4 separate regions of the Mus musculus genome follow, and regions 2, 3 and 4 are each linked to region 1. Evidence: chromatin contacts called from public HiChIP or PLAC-seq data. All regions are on one chromosome and are shown on one strand. Each heading gives the region's core, a stretch centred on a gene start, on an enhancer-like site or on the middle of the called end of the contact. The rest is flanking DNA. Distances are from core to core; before and after follow the strand shown.

Evidence for each region. HiChIP or PLAC-seq counts read pairs in DNA pulled down with a chosen protein or histone mark.
Region 2: a contact with region 1 is called in an HNF4G HiChIP or PLAC-seq map of pancreatic cancer cells. The contact joins the promoter of Apoa1 here to the promoter of Cep164 in region 1. A contact is called at or near these places in 1 of 39 promoter capture datasets (maxillary cranial neural crest), 2 of 115 datasets of contacts at active chromatin or transcription factors (bone marrow-derived macrophages and pancreatic cancer cells) and 3 of 9 other capture datasets (adipose tissue, liver and macrophages).
Region 3: a contact with region 1 is called in an H3K4me3 HiChIP or PLAC-seq map of forebrain, with 9 times the contacts expected there. The contact joins the promoter of 4833428L15Rik here to the promoter of Cep164 in region 1. A contact is called at or near these places in 7 of 39 promoter capture datasets (cranial neural crest, embryonic stem cells, frontonasal cranial neural crest and 2 more), 7 of 484 Hi-C or Micro-C datasets (the P5424 cell line, cerebral cortex, differentiating embryonic stem cells and 1 more), 17 of 115 datasets of contacts at active chromatin or transcription factors (SST interneurons, bone marrow-derived macrophages, craniofacial prominence and 11 more) and 1 of 9 other capture datasets (embryonic stem cells).
Region 4: a contact with region 1 is called in an H3K4me3 HiChIP or PLAC-seq map of embryonic stem cells, with 5 times the contacts expected there. The contact joins the enhancer-like site here to the promoter of Cep164 in region 1. A contact is called at or near these places in 5 of 39 promoter capture datasets (cranial neural crest, embryonic stem cells, frontonasal cranial neural crest and 2 more), 2 of 484 Hi-C or Micro-C datasets (the G1E-ER4 cell line and cortical neurons) and 13 of 115 datasets of contacts at active chromatin or transcription factors (craniofacial prominence, embryonic basal ganglia, embryonic forebrain and 7 more).

Annotation. Positions count from the first base shown.
Region 1 is chr9:45,827,265-45,830,126 of GRCm38.p6, reverse strand. It overlaps Cep164 (centrosomal protein 164), which reads left to right and starts at 1,464. Exons shown (of 30, transcript NM_001081373.3): 1 at 1,464-1,625.
Region 2 is chr9:46,227,377-46,230,485 of GRCm38.p6, reverse strand. Apoa1 (apolipoprotein A-I) reads right to left here and starts at 1,856. Exons shown (of 4, transcript NM_009692.4): 1 at 1,750-1,856; 2 at 1,487-1,548; 3 at 1,217-1,370; 4 at 17-681. The coding sequence starts at 1,529. The coding sequence ends at 84.
Region 3 is chr9:45,429,472-45,432,783 of GRCm38.p6, reverse strand. It overlaps 4833428L15Rik (RIKEN cDNA 4833428L15 gene), which reads left to right and starts at 1,552. Exons shown (of 5, transcript NR_040732.1): 1 at 1,552-1,639. It overlaps Dscaml1 (DS cell adhesion molecule like 1), which reads right to left and starts at 2,431. Exons shown (of 33, transcript NM_001081270.2): 1 at 2,272-2,431. The coding sequence starts at 2,317.
Region 4 is chr9:45,389,549-45,392,578 of GRCm38.p6, reverse strand. It overlaps Fxyd6 (FXYD domain-containing ion transport regulator 6), which reads right to left. Exons shown (of 8, transcript NM_022004.6): 2 at 2,532-2,591; 3 at 1,907-1,945; 4 at 1,728-1,802; 5 at 982-1,018; 6 at 315-364. The coding sequence starts at 2,586. Among named protein-coding and RNA genes, the nearest start is that of Fxyd2, 15 kb to the left of the region's middle. Within about 2 kb of position 1,563, at least 6 of the 459 cell types and tissues checked have an H3K27ac peak or open chromatin away from gene starts, as enhancers often do. A contact at or near this core is called in embryonic stem cells, where this site is marked.

The DNA of each region.
Region 1 (2,862 bases), core at 215-2,714:
AACTTATTTTGTAGACCTGGCTGGACTTGAACCCACAAAGATATGACTGTCTCTGCCTTCTGGATGTTGGGAATAAAGGCTTTGGGATTCAGTGTGGTTCAGTCACCACTATCTAGCTGCTTTTTTCAAAAAATATTTTATTCTTTTATGTGTTCCAGTGTTTTGCCTGCAGGTATGTCTGTGTACCACATGTCTGTGTTCACATGTGTTTGCCTGGTGTGGGTAGAAGCCAGAAGAGGTGTTGGATCCTCTGGAACTAGAGTTTCTGCTGGTTGTGAGCTGCCTCGTGCTTGCTGGGAATCAGACTCTGGTCCTCCCGCAGAGCAGCAGGTGTTGGCAGCTGCTGAGCTGGTTCTACAGCCTCAGATGGCAAGTCTTGTGTATAGGAAGCTATGGGCAGTGTTTAGTTATGTCTGATATAGTCATGATATGGCATCTCTTCTATGTCTGGTCCAGTGGCCCCTTGGGGACACTTTTAAAGATTGTGATGATAATGAGGAGCAGTGATTTTTTTCCCCATCTGTGGTGAGAATAAAGGAATTGCAGAAAGATTTGACGTTAAACATGAGAAACACATCCTGATGTCTGGTTTGAGATCCCTAGTAACAACACTCGCAATTTCTCCTTGTCGGCTTAGACTCTAGCGGCGCAGGACTCGGTTTTAAATTTACAATAGTAGAGTGGGAGAGATGATGGTTCAGCCGTTGAGAGCACTGTTGTTCTTGCAGACGACCTAGGTTTGGTTTCTAGCACCCACAAGGTGGCGCACAACTGCTTACAACTCCAGTTTCAGGGGATGCAGTGCCCTCTTCTGGCCTCCATGACTATCAGGTATAATGTAGACAAAACATCCACACACTTAAAATTTTTTTTGAGACAGGGTCTCACTGTGTAGTCCCAGCTGGCTTGAAACTCACTATATAGACCAGGCTAGTCTCAAACGCACAGAGATCTGTCTGCTTTGTGCCCCAAGTGGTGGCATTAAGGGCTTGTGTTATCAGATCCCGGTCCACGTATAATACATTAAAAGGAAAAAGTTAGTAGGCAGCTCTCTTGACAACCGAGTCATCTCTCCAACCCCTTCATAGTTCTTTTATTAAGGGCCCAATCAATAGGTTGACCACTGATAATCACTGTTGTTCGCGTGATTTTACTCGACCTTTACAAAATGATGGTCTATAAATGATTGTTAATTTTGCTTAATTAATAGTAATAGTAGATTATTATTAATATTATGAATGCTTCCTTTCGTCCGCGGGAGAAATTCTCTTATCTACCTTCAGGTCTCTCTTTTAACCTCTTTGTGGTGGGAGTGGGATTGTGCTTATTCACTATTTTGAACTACAACTTTCAGGATGCAACGGGCAAAGCCTCGTGGGGGAACTTCAACCAATCCAATGCCAACGCTCTCAGTCAGCGACCTATTGGCTCTTGGTAGAGGCGGGCCTCTCAGTTGCTAGGCCAGTGCCTTTCCGGAAGTGGTTGCTGGTCGCTGCAGGGCAACACCCCGGCGTCCCTGGAAGCGGGGAGCCGGACACCCCGGCGTCCCTGGAAGGTGGGGGGCCGGGGTGGTGCTGGGGAGGAGGCGCAGAGCCATCCTCCCGGAAACCCCGGATCGGGGACAGGTGAGATCTCGGAGCCAGGCTTGGTGGCGTGGCAGGAGTTTGCAGGGAGCTGAAGCGTTGTGAGGTGTTGCTGCGCGGGAACTAAGCTGGGAGAGAAGAGCCCTCCGGCGTGCGGGGCCTGGCTTTCTAGCCTCTCCTGAATCTACACCCTACCGCCATTGCCCAGCCCATTCCTGGGCTATCCCAAGTTCAGCCAAGCGCATGGCATCTTTCGGCCAGCTGGGCAAGAGAGGAGGTTTGGGGTTTTCTTTGCACTGATTCAGGAATCTACGCCCGGAACCGCTGCCCTCTTCTTGGCCTCGGTGACTCGCCCTCGCGCGTCTGCCAGCTCAGCCCTCTGCAGGCCCCTGCATGCTTTTCTCTGCACTCCATCTCTGGATTGCGACTAGAGCCTCCAGTTACCGGTTGCTCTGGGAAGTACTTGCTGCCTAGCCAGATACCTTACTCGAGCTTAGATGTGCTTGCGGATCATCTCCAACCCGCACCCCCCCCCCGCCGCCCCCCCCCCCGGACCTTCTATCAATGTCTCCCATGTTTCTTGTCTCAATGGAGAACTTCCTCAGTCACTTAGCCCACTCTACGCTGAGAATTCATTCCGCTGTCTGCAGTAGTCATCTGGCATGCTTCAGATTTCTTGGCAGTCGGCTTCTTGGCCTAAAATCACAGTGGACTGGCTGAAATCCTCTCTGCTTTCTCTCTTCTCTTCCTTCACCTAGCTGCGAGACCCTGCTATTCTCCTGCCCTCAGGATTAGCCGCTTTTCATTCAGGTAGCCACTGGCTTGGTTCATAATTTCTTGGCTGCGCTTTCAGAATAACTGCCTCTGATTTTGTCCCCTTTTTGATTGGTTCTTGTGCAGCTGTCAGTCACCTTTCCGAACGGTAACTCTCACCACCTCCAACTTTCTTTATGAAATTCCCATGGCAGCCCCTTATGAAGTCCTGTATACAGCTAAAGCCCTCGCAAGCCCGGACTCGCTGCTCCTTGTCCTTCATTCAAGCAGTCTCTGTATTTGATAAGTGGGGATAGTAAACCTCTAGCTGAGAGGCTGGGGTGGGATGGTGGCGAATAAAGCCCTTGGTACAGTTCTGCCGCATACAAGTGTTCCGGGAAGTGTGTGGTTAGTCCAAGTTTTTGTTGTTATAATTAATCCTTACCCCATCAAGCACATTTGCTGTGCTTGTGCTCCCCCCTCCCCTCCCCCTCATCCCTTCCCCCCTCCCACACTCGAATACTCA
Region 2 (3,109 bases), core at 607-3,106, 400 kb before region 1:
CCCCCAAAGAAAGAAGCTATTCCATTTTGGAAAGGTTTATTGTAAGAAAGCCAATGCGGGGGTGGGGAGTGGAAGCGGGCACCTCACTGGGCAGTCAGAGTCTCGCTGGCCTTGTCGATCACACTCTGGACTTGGGTCTTAAGCGTCTCCAGCATGGGCATCAGACTATGGCGCAGGTCCTCCAGCGCAGGTCTGGCTTTCTCGCCAAGTGTCTTCAGGTGGGTTTTGGCCCTGGTGTGGTACTCGTTCAAGGTAGGGTTGCTCTTGAGCTCAGCCAGGCGCTGGGCCAGGCTCTCGCGCATCTGTTCGCTGTGGGGCGCTAGCTGTGTGCGCAGAGAGTCTACGTGTGTGCGCATGCGGTCGCGAAATTCCTCAGCCACAGGGGACAGTCTCCCTTGCAGCTCCTGCAGCTTCTGGCGCGCGCTCTCCTGCAGCTCGGCGCCCAGAGGCGCCACCTTCTGGCGGTAGAGCTCCACATCCTCTTTCCATTTCTTCTGGAATTCGTCCAGGTAGGGCTGCACCTTCTGTTTCACTTCCTCTAGGTCCTTGTTCATCTCCTGTCTCACCCAATCTGTTTCTTTCTCCAGGTTATCCCAGAAGTCCCGAGTCAATGGGCCCAGCCGTTCCTGCAGCTGACTAACGGTTGAACCCAGAGTGTCCCAGTTTTCCAGGAGATTCAGGCTAGAGGGGGAAGAGAGCGGCTGAGAGACGAGCCCAGGCATCATGCGCTGCCCCTGGTCTGCAGATCCATGCACATGATAGCTGGGTGCCACCTGTCCCCTAATGTGCAGTTGCTATGGTCCTAGTTTCCCCGAACATGCAACCCTCTAACTCACTGCCTTCCCTTTACATTCCTCTGTACACATGGCGGAAGGCACCAAGAACACAGATGTGGTCGGTGCTGGTTACAAGGCCAGTCCCGTTTTTTGTTTTTTGTTTTGTTTTGTTTTGTTTTGGGTGCTGTCTGACCAGTACTGGGGGTTACCAAGGAAAAGGGATTTGGCACTCATAGGCTGAATGAGGGGCTGTGGTTACCCAACAGCCAGATGAATCCCATCCCTAGTCCTCCACTGGAACCTGCCATGGTGCCCAGCTGGTAGGAAAGCCCGTGAAGGGCTAGCCAGCTCAGTTCCAGCATCTTCTCACTGGTCTCTCTGCCCACCCTGGATGGGCAGCCCTTGACCTGCTCCAGGCCCCACGCTAGGTCTTTCCTTACTTCAGCTGTTGGCCCAAGGAGGAGGATTCAAACTGGGACACATAGTCTCTGCCGCTGTCTTTGACCGCATCCACATACACATTAGCGAAATCCTTCACTTTGTCCCATTGGGACTGGGGTTCATCTTGCTGCCATACGTGCCAAGCCTGGCTCCCTGGGGATGGAGGGGAGACCCATGTTAGGTTAGACTCGGAGTCAGGGAAGAGAACAGTGGGAATTCTGTTCTCTGTGCCCAGGAAGGTAGTCCCACGCAGGTCAAGAGGCACCTACCTGTCAGGAAGACCAGAGCCACGGCCAGCACCACAGCTTTCATCCTGAAGGGTGTGGGTGACCTGAAGAAGAAGAAGGAGGAGGAGGGCTGGGCTGAAGGGAGGCATTGTCATGGAAAGGCTCCACACACAATTCAAGCCCATGGAAGCATTGGCTAGAATGGCTAAAGGTGCGAGATATCCACGGTATTGATTTGGACAGTGGAGCATCAACTGGGAGGCGCTATGGAGCCAGAGCCACCGAAGGCAGGTAGCAGCACTTACCTCCCCGGAGCTCTCCGACAGTCTGGGTGTCCAGCTCTTCTTCCCTGGTCTATATATGTGTGTGGGCAGGGGCTGGGCTGGGAGACTGATAAGCTCAGCCTGGCCCTGCCACTGCTTACTTTTGCTGGCGATGTGGAACTTAGAGTTCAAGGATCAGCTCTGTTCCTGAGGCTGGGCAAACAGAGTGGGCAAACAGGAAACTGCGGGGGCTGCCGAGCTGGGATCAAGGGTTCAGGTGGGGGCAGCAGGGGGTGGCTGCAGACTCCAGGGGTCCCCAGGGGTAAGGCAGTTGCACCATCCCGAGGTGTATGTCTTCTTCAAGATAGTCTCATGGAGCCCACTCCTGGACTCCTCTGTGTTGCTAGTGCCCTCTGAGCCTGGAACAAGGGAGGGAGGGAGGAATTGTGGGCTCCTTCACTCACAGCCCCACCCCAAAGTTTTTTTTTTGCTTTCCAAGGGGTTCCCCCTTTCACCTCACCCTGGTCCCCCAGGTTTGGGGATTTGTCTTTCCAGATGCCACATGTTTAGCCAGCCTCCCAACCCTAAATCCAAAAACAACTGAGGTGTCAGCCTGAGTGAGATGCAGACAGGCTCATATCCCCAAGCTGAGGATGAAGACCCCTCTGATGCTTCAGAAGAAATGACAGAGGCCAACATGGAGTTGTTAGCTCCTTCCTTGTCTCCCTCCCTCCTTCCCTCCCTTCCTTTCTTCCTTATCTTAGGTACATGAGCGCTCTGTCTTCAGACACACCAGAAGATGGAATCAGATTCCTTTACAGATGGTTGTGAGCCACCATATGGTTTCTGGGAATTGAACTCAGGACCTCTGGAAGAGCAGCTAGTGGTCTTAAACCGCTGAGCCATCTCTCCAGCCCCAGTTGCCAATGTTTTTGTTATGTGTAGATGCTGTTATTCAGCCTCCCTTCCAGAGAAAACCTCACCATATACCATGACCACTAAAAGGGGTCATGTAGTTCAGTGACGATATGTCTTCCCAGAGTGGTGAGGGCCTAGGCTCACTTGCCAGGATGGGAGAGCTGGGTAGCTGTGTAGAGTGGGCTGAGTACGGTGGCCAGTTTTTGCACTTGGAAGGTCAGAGGGTTGAGAGTTCAAAACCACAGCCTTGCCCATATAGCAAGTTTGAAGTCAGCCTGGGCTATATGAGAATATCTAAAAACAAAACAAAACAAAACAAAACAAACAAACAAACAAAAACCACAGATCATCTCTAAAATCCCATTATGGAAAGTGAGTTTTCAAGCTAAGAGGAACTTTTGAGACCATCTATTTGAGGTTCTACCATGAACTTCCTTCTAGATAAGGGCCTGTTGAGAGTGGAAGGAATTTGCTGTGTCCTTTA
Region 3 (3,312 bases), core at 303-2,802, 400 kb after region 1:
CAGAACAGGCCCCTGGGGATCAGCCTGGCACCTAAGACCCAATTAAGGCACCAAGGAAAAGATAGGCCTGTCTGGCAAGGCTGCCTGGCGCCCAGCACAGATGCTGGTGCTCTGAATGGCAAGGGAGCCAAGGATCTGCAGACCCAAAGGCCACCCAGGGCCGCCATACCTGGTAACTCCTGTCTACCCACAAGACCTAGTTGTGGCAACTTCCTGCCTGCGTAGGAGAGGGCTCTGCCCCTCCAGCTGTTGCCCTGTGGCCTTCTGGGCCTTTCTCCACCCCCACCCCCATCTGCTCCTTCCCTATCAAATAACTGGGGCTTCATTTATTAATGCAGCGCTCCTGGGTGGGGGTGGGTGCAGTCCTGCAGGTATTTGTGAAGGAGGCTGCAGGGCTGAGAAATGGGCTGTTCCTGGGAGCAAGGTTAGGGACAAAGCAACTGAGTGTGGCCACAGCTCTGGTCCGTGTTCCTTGCCTGACAAATGGAAAAGGGAAGGGGGTTGGAGTGAGAGCTATGGAGAGAGAAAGCCGCTCCTCACCTTATGTATATTTAATATTAACGTAATTAAAGCTGTGAGCCAAACCAGCCTGCCAGGGTGGAGGGAAGCAGGAAGAGCCCCAAGAAAGAAAATTGGTGTGTGTGGTGTGTGTGTGTGTGTGTGTGTGTGTGTGTGTGTGTGTGTGGTGTGTACTGGAAGCAGGAGGCAAGATTGTTGCTCTCAGGTGGGATGAAGAGGTCAGATTAGGAGTCCAGGGGGGCAAGGAGTTAAGCAAGCAAGTCTAGCCTTGGTGTGTTACCCGGTGGCCCCCTTGGCCTGAGAAAGTCCATTACTTTGCTCACCATTTGAGGCCACCCGCTACCCAGCACCCGTATCTTCTGGACAGAATCCCAGTGGACTAGGCCATCAGACTGGCTCTGAGTAGGCCATCAGACTGGCTCTGACCCGGCCATAGCACTAATAAGGGCTAGGTTCCTCCTTTAATCTACCGAGCATTGCTTTGGGCTCTGGCAGGTTACAAACTCCGTACATCTCCAGGCATTAGCAGAGGACTAGACCCCTCCCCCGGGCTCTTGGCTGTCCTTCTCCATTGCCTAGAGGGGCAAGAATTATTATTGGACCAGGCCAACCCATGCAAAGGGGGCGAAAGGAGAAGCTGCCCTCTGGGCGCGAAGGAGAAAAGTTAGAGGCTTGAGCAGGTAAAGCCGAGAAGCGTCTGTGCTCTACAGCGCAAGGGCGCGGAGTTCGGCCGCCTCCTCTCCCTCCTGCCATCTGCGCGCCCGGGGGCACGTCCTCTACCACAGCCTAGAAGCTCAACTGCCCGCGCTGCCCAAGTGTCGATTTGGTGCCCAGATTGCTAACCATCGAAAATGCCTGCTTTTTGCCAACCCCTCAGTCCCGGCTGCCTCTCAGATCAGGTGCACGGAACCCCGGGAGCAGGTCTGGACATGCCGGACACCTGGACCCACCCCTAGCAACCTTTTCTCTCCCGGGAAAGGGACACGCCCCCCAGTCTGAACACTTGTCCCCAGGTCCAGCAGGCCAAGCGCCGGAGCGGAGAGTCTTGCACCTTGGGGCGCGCTGCCTAAGGTGGTCAGGGAGACGCAGAGAAGCCGGAGCCAGCGCCTGGGGTACAGGGGTGAGACATAGGTGATGGCGACTCTTGGGTCTGAAGAACAAACTTGGTGTCCGAGGGAACCCCCACCCCTGGGGACCCCTAGCTCCCCAGCCCTGCACCCAGCCAGGCGCGGATAAGCGCCATGCGGTGCGCCGGCATTTGCGCCAGGGCGGGGGTCGAGGGCGGTCGAGGGGCGCACGAAGCTACGGCAGGAGTGATCTTCCCTAGGTCCAAGGACCCAAATACCGAGGGCTCCCGGATGAAGTCTCAGTCCGAGGACCACCTGGCTCGCAGGGCACCCCGGGGTCCCAGCTCCAGCAAGCCGCGGGAGCGGGCTGGGGGCTGGGGGAGGGGGCCAGGGCAGAACTAAAGCTGGGCTGCGATGGGAAAACCAGGGGTTCCTTTGCCACCGCCCCCCACGGGCGCGCCCCTAAACGGCAGGCGCAGGGGGGCTGGCAAGCGGTCCCAGGCTGACTCTCACCAGACCCTTCTCTCGGAACCGCCCCAGCTCTCGCGCCCACCCAGCGCCATGCACCCGAGTGGGTCCAGCACTCGGGCACCTGGAGCCCACTGGGCACCGCACCTTGCCTCCAGCCGCGCGCATCCCAGCCCCGCCGCCTCCACCGCCCAGCCGCCGGCAGCGCGGGTCTCACCTTTGTGTAAAGAGTCCAGGAGCAGGAGGAAAGTTACCAGCCACATGCCATAAAGAGGCCCTATTCTCCGGGGAGGTGGTCCTGTGGCCGGCCGTGCGGCAGCGCCTCTCCCCCGCTCAGCGCGCTCCCAGCCGCCCGCACTCGGCGCCCCGCTCTCTCTGCTCCTCAGCCCAGCGCGCGGCGGCGGCTCCTCCCTCCTCGGCTCCCCGGCTCCTGTCATCCACGGGGCTGGGCTAGGCGGCCGCTTTCCCCGCCCCAGCCCCCCGCGACACCCCGGGGTGGTGAGTGCTACTCCAGCCCCAGCCTGGGGTCACTTAGTCCCACAAGCTTAGGGGACAGAGGTGGGGACCCTGACCAGACAGTCTCGATCCTGCTCCTCTGGTCGAGAGAGGAGAGGGGTCCCTGTAACTCGCAGGCTTTTGAGCCTATGGTCGCACAGAGGCATATGTCATACATGTGCTAAGAGTCTGCCATGTAAGGGGAAAAGAACACGGGTTTTTCGCCCGGCCGGTCATTCAAAGCCATTGCTGGCTGTTTCTTTTGGACTCAGTTTCCCTCCACGAATGGGAGAGCATAGGTGCTCTGAGTAACATCTGGGCTAAAAATCTTTGAAGACATTTGGTACTCTATATCTCAATGCCCAATCGTACGTGTTGCTCCCAAACCCTTAGTCACTTCTGCAAGTCAGCTTCCTGGAGAAGCTGTCTCAGACCACCCATCCCCAGCACTGTCCAAATATACACTAGAACCTAATACTTAAAAAAAAAAAAGCCAGTCATTTACAATGCACAGATAATGCCTGTTCTATGTGTGCTTTGTCCCTCTCTCCCTAACCTCCCCCCACCACACCCCCCGCGCCCCTGCACACACACCATCACAGCTTCCTCGCCTTGCAGAATCTGTCTGGTCAAGACAAAGTGAGGAGAGTGCCTTATCAGCCACCAAATGGAAGCCTAGCACAGCTGAGCTCTGAGACAGGCACCATGTCATGCCTGACTCTGACGTGGAAGGCTGATGTGGTGAAAGTCTTCTTTTGTCTTA
Region 4 (3,030 bases), core at 314-2,813, 440 kb after region 1:
ATGTGGTGTCGGTCCTCGACGGTCACTGGTTACAAGAACTTAGGTGATGATGGCCCTCGTGGGGCTTAGCACACGTGGAAAGATGGAGCCTGCCTGGCGGCAAGCAGGTGCTTTGCATACAATGATGCATCTGTGGTTCAGATGAAGCGCTAACATCACGTAGGTACTGGGGGTACTGGGAACCCTTTCCTGGCACCTCAGAGGCATGTCTGCTGAAGCCCAAAGCAGCTCATGGCGCCTAGAGTCCCTCCCCACCCCCAAGACTATAGGAAGACACCCCCCCCCCCCGCCCCACAGCCTTTCACAGCGGTTACCGTTTGTAGTGATGAGGTTCTCCACCTGGGCCTCTTCGTCACCTGGAGCCCTGTGACAAGCAGAGACACACTGTCACCAATGTCCAGGGCAAACCACAGAGTATCCCCCATTCTCTGTGGATAGCCCAGGAACCTATTCCTTCCAACCCCACTGAAGCATTCAAACACTCTACCATGGGATGTGTAGGGTGACTGGAGAACTTATGGGCCCTTCAGTGTCTGCCCCGAGGTGGGGTTTGGGTGTGCCTGCCACCCAACTTTGGCTTCTGAGGTCCATGGCCACCATGGCTGTTTTAATGAATGGGGTATAACTTATACGGTGTAGAAAGGAGGCCAAGTGTCTACACAATGCCCAGAGCCTCAGGAAAAGATAAGAAGCAGGCCCAATGTCTCTGCCCTGCACCACAGAGCGGCCATCGGCTGCTACCTCTCTCCTAGCCAGCCTCCCTGTCTCCAGGGCCTCTAAACAAGGTTCCAGAACACTCCTACCCAGGAATTTACATCTGAGGCTGCCCCTCCATATTATGACCTCTGCTTTGTTTTAAAGCCACTTGGAAACCCCCCAGATTCATACCCCAGCTCCCCACATTCTCTTTCTGAGACAAAAGAACACCCACGGGGTTCACTCCACAGACCTCTCCCTGTCCGATAGCCTCAGCACCCTTACCTGGGCTTCTGATTGAAACTGCACTTGCACCTGCGACCTGAAACACAAAGAAACCATCCAAGGTCACGACTCCAGCCTCAGCTCAAGGCCAGGCTCCAGGCCTGAACACAAAAGACCTACCGCCGCCCCCTGCCCCCCCCCACAGTTGGGTCTGGATATTTGATCCTCACTGGGTGCTGTTTGTGGGAGGGGGAATCTTTGGGAGGTGGGGCCGAGCTAACCAAAGTGATTTGTTGGGGCAGGTCTTGGAGGTGGTAGCCACTTTTGGTTATATCCTGAGCTTTCTGCTTCCTGGTCTGTCTCAATGTAAACAAGCCACATGTGTCTGCTATCACAGACCAAGCTAGTTCACTGCCTTCCCACTATGATGAACTTTGCCCTTTCATACCACAAACAAAAAAAAAACAAACAAAAAAAAAAAACACAACGCCACAGCTCGTGTAGGGGAAATGCACAGGGACACATCTCTAGGAGCACGGCGAGAACAGCATCTGACTCCTGGGATGGCCAGCCCCCTGCCCTATGGATGCAGTCTGTGGTTCTTGGCTATGTCTGTTCTCACTTACATTCTCTGGCCATGCCTTCCTTGTTTTCCTGAGCACGTACTACATGGCCAGCCCTGTATTGATCCTGGAGATACTGTGGAGAGGCAAGACTGTGCCTTCTCCTGTCCCACAGACAAAATGGCTAGGCTTGTATACTGTCCCCATCTGTCTAGCAGCCGTAGAGAGAAAGGACACACTTACTGAGGATGAGAAGTATCCCAACGGAGAAGAGGACCACAGCAAACACCAACCCCCCAATCCTCAGGGTCTGGTAGTCTGCAAAGGGAGGAGAAGTGAGAGGTGGGAGAGAGGCGGGGCCAGGAGGTCACGCCGGCCCCTCCTGGATGGGACCACCCCCCAGGGCTGCTGAGCTCACTCACCGTAATAGAAAGGATCCTTTTCTTTCTCCTTCTCAGCTGCTGGGAAAGATGTGACATGGTCAAGAGGAAGACAGCCATACTTCCTGTGACTTCTCACCTGCCCCATAACCTCTAGTCCCCACCAAAGAGTCCTTGTGAAGGGGGTTCACTGGGCAGAGATACTGGAGATCATGGAAGATGGGCTAGCTGGGCTTGGGGGTCCTCGCCTGAATTAGAGTCTTTGGGGTCCCGGGCTCACATTATGTCTTTCATTTCCTCCAAAAGACCAGGTCTATTATCATCTAGTGACAAAGGGGGAAACTGAGACCAAGGGGTGGGGGAGGCTCGTGACCTGCATATAAAGTCAGGATGGATTAATTACAGTCTAGGCTACAATTCCACAGGAGCCCAAGGTACCTGGAGAGATTAACAGAAGGATTGCTGAACCCTTGTGGGAAACAGTGGGAGAAGGGCGTGCAGGGGGGCCCTGAACTAGGATCTGTTTTCCTCTGCTGACAGTAAGAGCCCGTGACCAGATGTAAAGTGGCCTAAGATCTCAACCCTAATGTCTGAATGGGCCAGAATCTTCTGCTGGAAAGGGCTATGTCTGCCAGTTTGGCACAGCAAGGCCCTAAAGGATTCTTACCACTCGCCAGGACCACAGGGGCCAGCAAGCTGCAGAGGACCAGCACCGTCTCCATGGTGTCTGGGGGTAAAGAAGCAAGACATTACTCCAGGGACAGAAGACCTTCCTCGGTAAGCCGTCACCCTGACAGGGCCTCGTCCTAGCCTGAGCTGTATGGGGAGCTTGTGTGACCTGAGGCCACTTCAAATCTCCGGGACCAATGCCACCTTATCAGGCTCTCATCAGACTCTCAGAGAGCTCTGTGTGGCCAATACTATTAACCCAGATGAGTCAGGACACTTAACAGGCACTGTGCTAGGTCCACACTGCAGGCCTGGAACCAGAAACTTGCTGATAATTATCGCCCTTCATAGGGGGAGCGGTAGGGCCCAGGTCAGATGACGGCTCAGGGACTCATTAGCGTGGGGCTTCTGGGCTGAAGCCTTGCCTTCCCAAGGGCTTTGGAGATGTCTCACCAGTGTCCTCCTTCCGGGCCAACTTCTGCCTCATTAAGATGTGG